3 separate regions of the Mus musculus genome follow, and regions 2 and 3 are each linked to region 1. Evidence: chromatin contacts called from public promoter capture Hi-C data. All regions are on one chromosome and are shown on one strand. Each heading gives the region's core, a stretch centred on a gene start, on an enhancer-like site or on the middle of the called end of the contact. The rest is flanking DNA. Distances are from core to core; before and after follow the strand shown.

The links. Promoter capture Hi-C pulls out the DNA fragments that hold promoters and counts their contacts.
Region 2: a contact with region 1 is called in a promoter capture Hi-C map of pre-B cells. The contact joins the promoter of H2ac8 here to the promoter of Stard3nl in region 1. A contact is called at or near these places in 2 of 39 promoter capture datasets (cranial neural crest and pre-B cells).
Region 3: a contact with region 1 is called in a promoter capture Hi-C map of pre-B cells. The contact joins the promoter of Zfp322a here to the promoter of Stard3nl in region 1. A contact is called at or near these places in 4 of 39 promoter capture datasets (cranial neural crest, frontonasal cranial neural crest, liver and 1 more).

Annotation. Positions count from the first base shown.
Region 1 is chr13:19,393,825-19,397,384 of GRCm38.p6, reverse strand. It overlaps Stard3nl (STARD3 N-terminal like), which reads left to right and starts at 1,572. Exons shown (of 9, transcript NM_024270.3): 1 at 1,572-1,681. Gm40827 (a long non-coding RNA gene) reads right to left here and starts at 1,538. Exons shown (of 2, transcript XR_873152.2): 1 at 1-1,538.
Region 2 is chr13:23,569,302-23,572,861 of GRCm38.p6, reverse strand. It overlaps H2ac8 (H2A clustered histone 8), which reads left to right and starts at 1,642. Exons shown (of 1, transcript NM_178187.4): 1 at 1,642-2,199. The coding sequence starts at 1,754. The coding sequence ends at 2,146. It overlaps H2bc8 (H2B clustered histone 8), which reads right to left and starts at 1,462. Exons shown (of 1, transcript NM_178196.4): 1 at 999-1,462. The coding sequence starts at 1,429. The coding sequence ends at 1,049.
Region 3 is chr13:23,367,216-23,370,775 of GRCm38.p6, reverse strand. Zfp322a (zinc finger protein 322A) reads left to right here and starts at 1,568. Exons shown (of 5, transcript NM_001111107.2): 1 at 1,568-1,641; 2 at 2,571-2,656. The region is part of intron 3 of 4930586N03Rik (RIKEN cDNA 4930586N03 gene); the gene reads right to left.

The DNA.
Region 1 (3,560 bases), core at 323-2,822:
CAGAATATGAATGAGGTGGCTTTAGAGTGGGTTTCCCACCTCAATTAACACAAGCTAGAAACTTACACAGACATGCCCAGACATCTGTCTTCTTGATGATTCTCGATCGTGTGAAGCTGATAATCAATACCAGCCATCACAGGTATCAAGAAAAAGGAGCCTTGGAGTAAGTATGTACTTTGTATGTATACAAAAGTCTGAAAGCAGGCAAAACTAATCACGGTGACAGTATTAGGATAGTGTGAGGTGTTTTAATTACTAAGTGGAAGGCGTCTGCATTACAGTAGTCACACAAGTTGCTTCACCTTGTCACCCAAATCATTGTATACAAGAACCCTGAACTTAGTTTGTATATATACACACACCCTAACCCTAACTTTTCTCATGCTCATCAATTTGAAAAAAACAACAACAACAACAAAAGCTTGCATATTATTTCTCTTCCAAAGGGTAGTAAATAGGATTATTTAAACTTTATGGGTGGAAATGAACACTGTAGCAACACTAGGGGCCCTTATCTGAAGACTCTACTACTAGGATTGAAGATGTATGCCTGAGATCTAGTCTGTTCTTTTGTTGTCATCTGCACCATAAGCAGTACTTGGACAGAAGTAGGAAAACACATTCACACATGTTTAAGGTAGCATTTCTCATACTAGCAATTAAAAAAAAAAATCCAAACAAACTGTATGTTTAAGGGCATAGAGATGGCAAGTTATATCATTGGCGCTGAAGACTTTTAGCATTTAAAAAGCAATGAGGCACATTTAAGGCTAGATGAAGAACTGAACTTGAGTGTTAACAAATATTTTCACATGTCAATGCAGGAAGGACCCATCACACAAAGACTGAGCCTTTGATTGGTTTATAAAAACAGTTCTCACCCAACTTGCACTGTTCAAAATTTTGCACGTATATAAATTCACATTTGTAATGTAAACATTATAAAAACGATTAAACTACTTTATAAGAGTATCTATTAAAAATACTATTCTTAATATTATTTTCCTCTAACAGGCTGAGAGTCTTCAGCACTCATAGTGCAATATATTTTATCTTCCTTTGTATTCTTGCATTTAAGGACGTAACTGTACCAGCTATTGGAAAAATCTAAAACATCACTTAGTGCCCAATGTCGTGTATAACAACTAAGTAAATACAGTTAGCCTTAACTATCAGTAAGACAAAGGCATTACTCCTACGTAAGACTGGGCTGATTGAGACTTACGGTCGAGTCCTAGAATAGACAAGTTCTTAGTGGACAGCTGAAACCAAGGGGCCAGGGCCTGAAATCCACTCTCAGAGTTACCCCTCACCGGCTGCAGCCTAAAACCTATCTAAGAGAAGCCTTCCGTAGAATTCTCAGGAAGGTAAAACCCACTAAAAGCCTGCTGTTAGAAGCTGGATACCTTAACAGGCTTTGGAGGCGCGGCTAGTCCTAGGCCCGCCCACTGCCTCCTTTATGAGCCATCTACTGGTCGTCCGAAAACTGACAGTTCTGTAAACCAACCCGCCGTCTCCTCTGCCACTATTCACTTTTCCAGCAAGCCGCAGCGTCTTTGCGTGACCAGCGCGTTGACGTCACGGACAGGGTCCCGCCCTGCAGCCCCGCCCCAGCCCCGCCGGCGGGGACCGCGGAGCCGTGTCTGCAGGCCGGCGGGCGGCTCGCGCCGCGGAGGAGGTAGGCTGTCTTTCCGCGCCCTGCTGGGCAGGTCGTGAAGCCAAATGCCTGAGGTTCCAGGGTTTGCCGGGCTCCCCAGACCTGGCCTTGGCCGTGGGGCCTGTGGGTGCAGCCGCGGAACGCGGCGGAGCGCGGGAGGGAAGCTGGCCCCGGGCCCACACCCACACTCACCGGGAGGCAGGTGGTCCAGCCTCGGCCCCGTGCCTTGCATCCGCATCAAGTCCAAGGTGACATGCGGGTGTAGGCCGGCAGGTACTGTCTGTTACTGGCCTTGTGCCTTCGTCAAGAAAAGCCCTGATGTAACAAAACAAAACGAAAATTAAAGCATGAGTCATGAATGTTCTAGCCATGGTTTCAGCTCTCCGCATTGCCCACTCATCCTGCCTTTAGTTTTTTTTTTTTTTTTTTTTTTAAATCTCAGTAGGGCTCTTTTTCTTCCTCTTTTGGTTGGAACATGGGTGGACACTGTGGAACTTTTCTTAGTGTTCTCTTAGTATGGCAGTTGTAAAGGCATTTGTCTCTGTTCACAGATGGAATCCATCACTTGACCCAGTACTAGTTTGGATAAGGTTAGTAAGGCTGATTGAATGAACACAGTAGCCGTCTGACCTCCCAGGGTACCGAGTTACTATAGCAAGTTCCGTCTGATGTTTTTGTTTAAGGTTCCTAACGGTAAATCCCATCTATGCTTCTTCTGTCCATCATCCACTTATAGAGCAAGATTTGATGACAAAGAGCAGTTTACAGTATTTTTGGCTGCATCTGTGCATAAGTAAAATGCTAGATAATCATGCCCATGAAGGGACAGTGTAGACTGTGCCCCCCCTACATAATATTCACACATATGTAATGTTTTGTATTGTAAGGAAGAATACATTTTTCTTTGAGATCTTCCTGTCTCAAACATGAACCTTTAAAGATTGCATTGTCAAAAGCATTAAAGAAATGGATTTAAAACTGCTCCAAGGACTTACCTTCTCAGGATAGTGATTATCATTTGGATTTAATTATTAGACAGTTTATATGATGCCACATGCTGTTTTAGGTGTTGAAAATTGAGTATTGAACGCTAGATAAGGTTTCTGTCCTCGAGTTCCTTTGATTTTAGTGAAGATAGAATATATGTGCAAATAACAATATGATTTTAGATAGGAATGAATGCTAGAAAATCTGGCAGTAAGGGACATTGGTGTGGCTGTGGTGTGGGATCTGGGAAAATGTCCCTGAAGAGGTGATGCTCTGGATGAGACCTGAATGTTTAGAGTGATTTAGTCAGGGGAGGAGCAGGAAGTGTCCAGTTACAAATGCAGAAGCTGGAAGAGCAGGCACAGTGGGAGGAGAGTCCAGCAGTGCTGTATCCTTAATGGTGGGCTAGTGAGGTGGCTGAGCTGACCTGGGTTGGGCAATGCTGAAGAAGGAACAGGCTTCCTTGTGGAAGTGCGGACTTCAGATACCTTCCGAGGCACTCCTAAACTCTCAGCCGCGTTCTGTTTGTTTTGATTATGAAATCATTAATTGTTTTATATTTTCTCTTTAGAGGTCCTCTTAAGAATGGCTTTCTTTTCCCTAGTACTGTATCCCATAGTAGTTTTTCTTTTAATTGCTGCTGTAGGCAAGACTCAAACCCTCTGCTTATCTTCAGTTCTAGCTTTTATCCCCTTTCTTCCAGCTGTCACTCATTTCCAGGACAGTGTTTACCTACTTTCCATTTGGAAAGCACTGGCAGGCAGTCCTGCTCTGTCCAAACAAGAGCTGAGAAGGTGTAACAGTAGGTAGGTGAGCCTTTCCTATTAGCACTTGCATTTCTAAGGATTACTGTGTCTTTATTTAGTTCCTGCAGTTTTCTGGGCGTGGCACATGCATTCTGTTCTTTCAGACA
Region 2 (3,560 bases), core at 393-2,892, 4.2 Mb before region 1:
AACTACTGGATTGTGCCAACTTGAGGTTTTCCTACAGTATTTTTTTGAATTAAGCTTCTAGTGTATTAGCTTTATAGAAGTAGAAGTTTCTGAAACTTATCAAGAAACGTGTTCCTATTTGCTTTCTCTTTGAGAAGTTAGCTGTCGGAATCTACATTGTGATTCATGATGCTGGATAGGAATTGCCATACCTGGATGAACTGGTAGACTGTCCAAACAAAAGAGCATGTTTTCATCTACTATGAGAAATTTAAGCAATACAACTTATTCCAGACTTTAGGATATTGTCACAGATCTCATCTAATATGCAATTGCTTGAACATTTAACAGTAGAAGAGGAAACTGGAACACAGGGTAGTGACTAAGCAAAAGATATAACTGCAATCAATTGCCTTGAAACTAAAGGAAGCATCAAGGAGAGAGCAGCTTAGAACATCTGAAAGCAACTTTGGATCCTCACTTGGCTTAGATCAAAGCATAACCTTCATTGAGACTTATTAAAATTTAAAATGCAGTTTTATAATGTATTCTCACAGGTTCAAAATTTACTGATGTTAATACTAGAATTACACTTTTCTTTAGTGTTTTAATGGGAGAGTGATGCTGGCAGTTTAGAATTACACTGGCATCAATGTTAGCCTCTGTTGGTTACCTCATTGGTCATAAAAAAACAATGCCATAAAAACCTATCCTAGCACTCCCTTCGTACAATGTAATCACATCTGAAAGGGAATAGTTGAAATAATGAAGAGAAAACTTGAAAATTTCATTCCACTTCTTATGCACTCTGGAGAAGAAAATCTAAGGACTGAAGCCATCAATCAGCTCTCAAAAGGTAGTTACTGTGTAGTTTACAAATTGATAGTGTATCTGGCAGCGCGTTGGTTACACTGAGGCAAACATATTCTTCACACTAACATACACTTAGCTAATATTGTGTCATTTCCCAGCGTTATAATACAAAAGCCAAGCATTACAAAGCACTTAAAGTGACAGTATGGGTGGCTCTGAAAAGAGCCTTTGGGTTAGGAGTGTGAGTTAAATGAACTCACTTGGAGCTGGTGTACTTAGTGACAGCCTTGGTGCCCTCCGACACGGCGTGCTTGGCCAGCTCCCCGGGCAGCAGCAGGCGCACGGCCGTCTGGATCTCCCGGGACGTGATGGTCGAGCGCTTGTTGTAATGCGCCAGGCGGGACGCCTCGCCCGCGATGCGCTCGAAGATGTCGTTCACGAACGAGTTCATGATGCCCATGGCCTTGGAGGAGATGCCGGTGTCGGGGTGCACTTGCTTCAGCACCTTGTACACGTACACCGAGTAGCTCTCCTTGCGGCTGCGCTTGCGCTTCTTGCCGTCCTTCTTCTGGGCCTTGGTCACGGCCTTCTTGGAGCCCTTCTTCGGGGCAGGAGCGGACTTCGCAGGCTCGGGCATGGTAGAAACAAGCAACAAAGAGAAAGATAAAACAGGAAATGAGATGTGGGAGAAGCTTCGTTCTTGCCATTTTATAGAGGTTCTATGCAAATAAGGGACTCAAAAGTAGTCAACTCTGATTTGAAGGCCAGTTAGTGACACCATTACCCAAATTAGATTGTATTGTACCTCTTTCCTTATTGGCTGCAGAGGAAAGATAGTTTTAACCAATCACACATCAGCTTTTCCACTTCCATGTACGAGTATAAGTAGCTTCTCGTCTGGCCTTTTAGTACCGCTTCGTTGTAATTCTTTGCAATTATAATTTCCTACCTTCTTGCGTCAATGTCTGGACGTGGCAAACAGGGTGGCAAGGCTCGCGCCAAGGCCAAGACCCGCTCCTCCCGGGCCGGCCTGCAGTTTCCCGTGGGCCGCGTGCACCGGCTGCTCCGCAAAGGCAACTACTCGGAGCGCGTGGGCGCCGGCGCCCCGGTGTACCTGGCGGCCGTGCTGGAGTACCTGACGGCCGAGATCCTGGAGCTGGCGGGCAACGCGGCCCGCGACAACAAGAAGACGCGCATCATCCCGCGCCACCTGCAGCTGGCCATCCGCAACGACGAGGAGCTCAACAAGCTGCTGGGCCGCGTGACCATCGCGCAGGGCGGCGTCCTGCCCAACATCCAGGCCGTGCTGCTGCCCAAGAAGACCGAGAGCCACCACAAGGCCAAGGGGAAATAAGATCTTTCTTCTAATCTCGTAAAAAAAACAAAGGCTCTTTTCAGAGCCATTCACTTAATTCAGTAAAGTGCTGAAATACTATAAGCCTTAAGTGGATTTAGGACTAAAATTTCCGATTTGTATTCAATGGCATAAGAAAATTCAACCTGTCAATTGTCCCCCAGCTTCTCCAATAAATGGGTCAATTTTTTTCAGATTCATAAGATTGCCCACTAGGACATGTGTGCATATGAGCAAAATGACCGTGAAGTTACTTTTATGCCAAGAGTATCAATTTCCATGAAACAACAGAATTGTAATTATTTGGCAACATGGTTAAAATGTTCTGCACATGTTACTGTGCACATAACGTTCTGACACAATAGGGTAGGTAAAGCCCTGCTAATGACATGGAGGGTTGCTTTTGATTTTGGGTTTTATTTTCTAGGCAGCGTCTTAACTAGTAGCTCCGGCTGTCTTGGAACTCATTAAGTTGTTCAAACTGGCTTCAATCTCACAGAGATCCTGCCTCTACCTTCCTTTTGGTAGGATTAAAGGCTTGACCACTATGCCCAGCCAATGCAGGCTAAAGGGCTTTTGGCTTCAGAAAAAAAAAAAAAAAAGACTCAAAGCCAGTATTCATTAAAACTAAAGTGAACTTGATTTGTTTTAATTATTCAATCTTGATTAATTCTATTTCATTATTTGTGAAAGTTGAGCAGTTCAAAGACTGGAACTTAAAAAGTAGAAGTACTAAAAAATGAAGTCTGAGATGGCAAAGTACTGTTCAACTACTACTTAATACTCATTGCTTGCATTAATGTGCATATTTCAAGTTATTTTTTTTTAACTTATGTTAAAGGGTGTATTTTGCCACATGCAGTTGGTGTTCTCACAGACTTGAAAAGTCTCACATCTCCCGGTGTAGAGTTATCTGCTGATGTGATTTGATAGGCAGAAATGAGTACTGGATTCCAATTCATGTCCTCTGGAGAAGCAACAAATATTCTTCACTGCTGAGCCATCTCTACAGCCTATTCATCCATTTGCTTATCCACTGACAATGTCACTGCAGACCTGGCTGACCTTATATCCATGATTAACTTCAAATTCATAGCAATCCCCCTATTTTACCCTACTTTGTTCTGGGAATATAAACAAGAATCACTTTGTCCTGTTGAGAGTTAAATACATTGACAGTACAAGAAGTGTGACTGGAATCATTTCTATGTATTGACAATAAAAGGGAGCATTGGATAATAGGAGGTTTAGTTCGAAGAAACCTTTATAACTACAATCATTGTGGTAATGTCTAGAAAAGGCAATACAAATCAATTTGTAATCAAATTCCAGTCCAGCAGGTAGGTCTCAGTAGACTACACAGTAAAGGACCACCTTCTTTCAAAGAAAACGAAAATGAAAACTGTGCCTTTAC
Region 3 (3,560 bases), core at 319-2,818, 4.0 Mb before region 1:
AGATGTGCATAAGTAAGGAGTCCTGGTAGCTACAATCATAAGTAGCCCCACTCATCACAGTCAGGACTGTGTGAAATCCTGCCCTAACTCTCCCACTGGCCAAGGCCCTAGTCCTTTCCTTGTTCTCAGCAGAAGACTCCTATCACAATTCCAATCCTTTGAGTCCATTGTCTCAACACTCTTATAGCTGAAGGGGATGGCATAAACACATACTCTCCTGCAATAACATGTGTACATTTCTTCCTAATATAGCCATACACAGCTCATTCTATAGTGTGATTCGAATTGTGTTTGGTACATCTTACACTAAAAACAGTTAATAAAAAGTTATTTAAATATTAAAATTAGGGCTAGAGAGATGGCTCAGCATTTAAGACCACTTGCTCTTGCTGATGACCCTGGTTCATTTTCCAGCCAGCACTCACATGGTAGCTCATAAACCATGCATTATTCCAGTTCCAGGGGATCTGACATCCTCCTAGAGTGCGCGCGCACACACCACGTGCACATATATGCTGATAAAACACCCATACATAGAAAATAAGTCTAAGAAAAAAAACTTAAATATTTGAATGACACTGGTGGGATTTTTTGTCTTAAAATTTTAATTTAAAATAAGCTGCAGAAATTCTGCAAATTCTGAAAACAGGAATTAGTGAATTCAGAATACATAATTGCCATCCTCAGACCCTAACTCTAGAATTTAACAGCCAATCCAAGTTCTTCTCCAGACCAGAGAATTCTAGTACTCACTTCCCATGTGAGGGTTTTTGTTATATACATGTGTGTATGTGTATAGTATATATATATGTGTGTGTGTGTGTGTGTGTGTGTGTGTGTGTGTATTATATACTTATTATTGTGTATGCCTGTCAGAAGACAACTTTTACGGTTAGTTCTCTCTTTCCGCTTTTGACATTGGTCTCAGAGATCAAATTCAGGTCGCGAGGTTTTATTTAGCAAGAAGCACTCTTTGCTCCTCACTCTCGACAGAAGCCATCTCGCCAGCCTACATACATTTTTTTTTTCAAGTAGGGAAAATATTGACTGTTCTTTTTTGTTTTTTGTTTTTTTTTCTGAATCTGTCTTCAGCCTAGAATCGCAATCAGAAAGGACAGAAATCCTTTCAACACGGTTTCCCCGCAGCTTTCTCCAGCAATAAGGCCACGCCGCCGCTGCCTATTCAAAGCTTCTCATAGTTTGCTGGCATGAGTGACAGCACCAAAGAGCCTTTGTAATTCTCCACTTCTCCGGCTTTTCAAGGTATTTAAAACCGAGTCCGCTGCATCTATCCTTGAGACACTACTCCTAACTCTTGATTTGAACAGCCGTGGAGAAAGAAAACAGAAGTTCAGAGCCGCAGTACCGGGCGCAGGGCACGGTTTCAATTCAGTGGGTACCGGAGCTGCTGCAGTCCCAAATTCCAGGAGCTGAAAAGGTAGTTGTCGGACGCGAAAGAGCCAGGGCGCAGGCGCGCTCAGGTTCCGCCCATTTCGGGAGGTCCGGTGCTTATTGGCCCGGAATCCCGGTGCAGCCCTATGAGGGGTAGTTACGTGCCTCGGGGCGTGGCTACGCCTCCCTGTCCTTGCTGGTGAGAGCGGTTTGTCTTGGCCTTGTGGTGTGCGGGGACCGCTTCTCCAGGTTGGTATCCGGCGGTTGGCTTGCCGACCTCTCAGCATCTCGGCCCACTCTCCTTCCCTAGGAGACCGTGGGACCGAATCGGCCATCGCCGAGTGCTCGGCCCCGGAAGCTCCGGCTTGAGGGTCCAGTCACCGGAAGTGCCGCCCTGGGCGGCGGAGTAAGCGTTCAGCGGGTCCTCGAGGTCCTTGGCCGTGAGAGGGGTCCGGGCCAGGCGCGGCGCCCTTCTTGTCGCTGTCAACGAAAAGTTGGGAGGAGAAACCTGTGAGACTGTCCTGGAGGTAGTAATGGAGCCAGGCTCGAATGCAGTCTGGAGCCTTCCTGAATGTCTAGACAACCATGGGCACTGGGGGGACCCTCCCCCAGCCTTAAGGGCGGAGATTAGTTGAGTTCCCCGGAATCTGCAGAATCTGTTTGCTCAAAGCATTCCATAGTCATTTATTTTTAGCAGCCTTGGTCCTGTGTAACATTGCATTCATGAATCGTATTCCTACAGGTTTTAGTGCACGAGGAATGAATCCTTGATCTCAGAAGTTGAAATAATAATGCGCCTATCAGTCACCTGAGCGTTTGAGGTAGAGGTAGGAGGATAGGGAATTAAAAGCCAGTTTAAGCTGCCTAGCGATTTTGAAGCTAGCCTAAGCTACGTGAGACTCTCCCCGTCTTAACAGCAAGAAAAACAAGGCCCAGGGCTTTGTTCTGAACTTAAAAATCTCTCAGCTAGAAGAATTCTTGTTATTTTGTGTAGAGCAGGTCAGAAAGAAACGGCTTCTTGAAGGAGGAACGGAAACATTAGAATGAGCAAAATTTTGCTGAAGGATGATGTCAGGATTGGAGAGTGCATGGGACATTATTTAAATGGCCTACTGTTAAAAGGAAAAATGTAAGCTTTGCAGTCATGCTCATTCAACATTGCTGCTTTTTTCCTCTAGGAGAGGGAAGAATTAAATATTATGAGTACTTCTGGATTAGAGACCTTGTGGATCTGAAAAAAATAAATCGTTGGGTTCTTGTTAAGGTAAGTGGCATACATCTGTTTCTATATAAATGTGAATTTTGGAGTAGGGATGGGACAAGAAAGAAGGTAAAACATACTTGGGAAAAGGAAAAGGGTCTTTCTGGTGACTAACATAGTGGCCCTTTGATAACCTTTCAGTACACCTATTTTTCTAACAGGCATACACAGCAGATTTGCAACAATTGTCCTTCTTTTGATTTACCATACAAAGAAGGCAGTGTGCCCAATGCTCAGACAGGCTCTAGGATGGATATTTAAACCTGGCTCTGTTACTTAACTGCCTGTGAGTTCTTGTGTAATTAGGTAACTGTCATAGCAACAGGTTTTCTATCAGTAAGATGGTGGTAATATTTGATTTTACAGTGTTCTTGGGAGGATTAAATGTCCATAATCCATGTAATCAATGAAAATTGAGGCAACCCCTGGTCTGAGGCTGTACAGCAAGTATGGTTTTTAAGACAATACGTTAAATACTTACTGTTTGATCATCCCATATATCCTTTAACCGAAAAGAATCTTGAGCTCTGAAGTTTTGTTGCTTAGCCTGTCTATTTGAACTTTTGTCTGCTCTTCGCTTATGAAATGGAGTCTGGTGTTGCTCGTGAAAAAAACAAAACAAAACAAAAACCAGAAGTCCTCCCTTCCTAGGAGGGGTAAAGGAAGCATGTTAGAGACAGTAGCCTGGAGTAAGGATTTGGAGGATGGGTTTGTGTTTGCCAGATGCACATTGGAGACCCAAGGATAATGATACTCCTTTTTCAGTCTGAGACTTGGCTACTTGTTGTTTTTTTAATTGTTTAACAGATGCATTCTAAATGTTACAGATATTGCAGTAACCAAAAGACAAAACCCTAACCATAGTAGATGTTATGCTCTAGTAGGAGAGACAGACAAGGGAACGTAC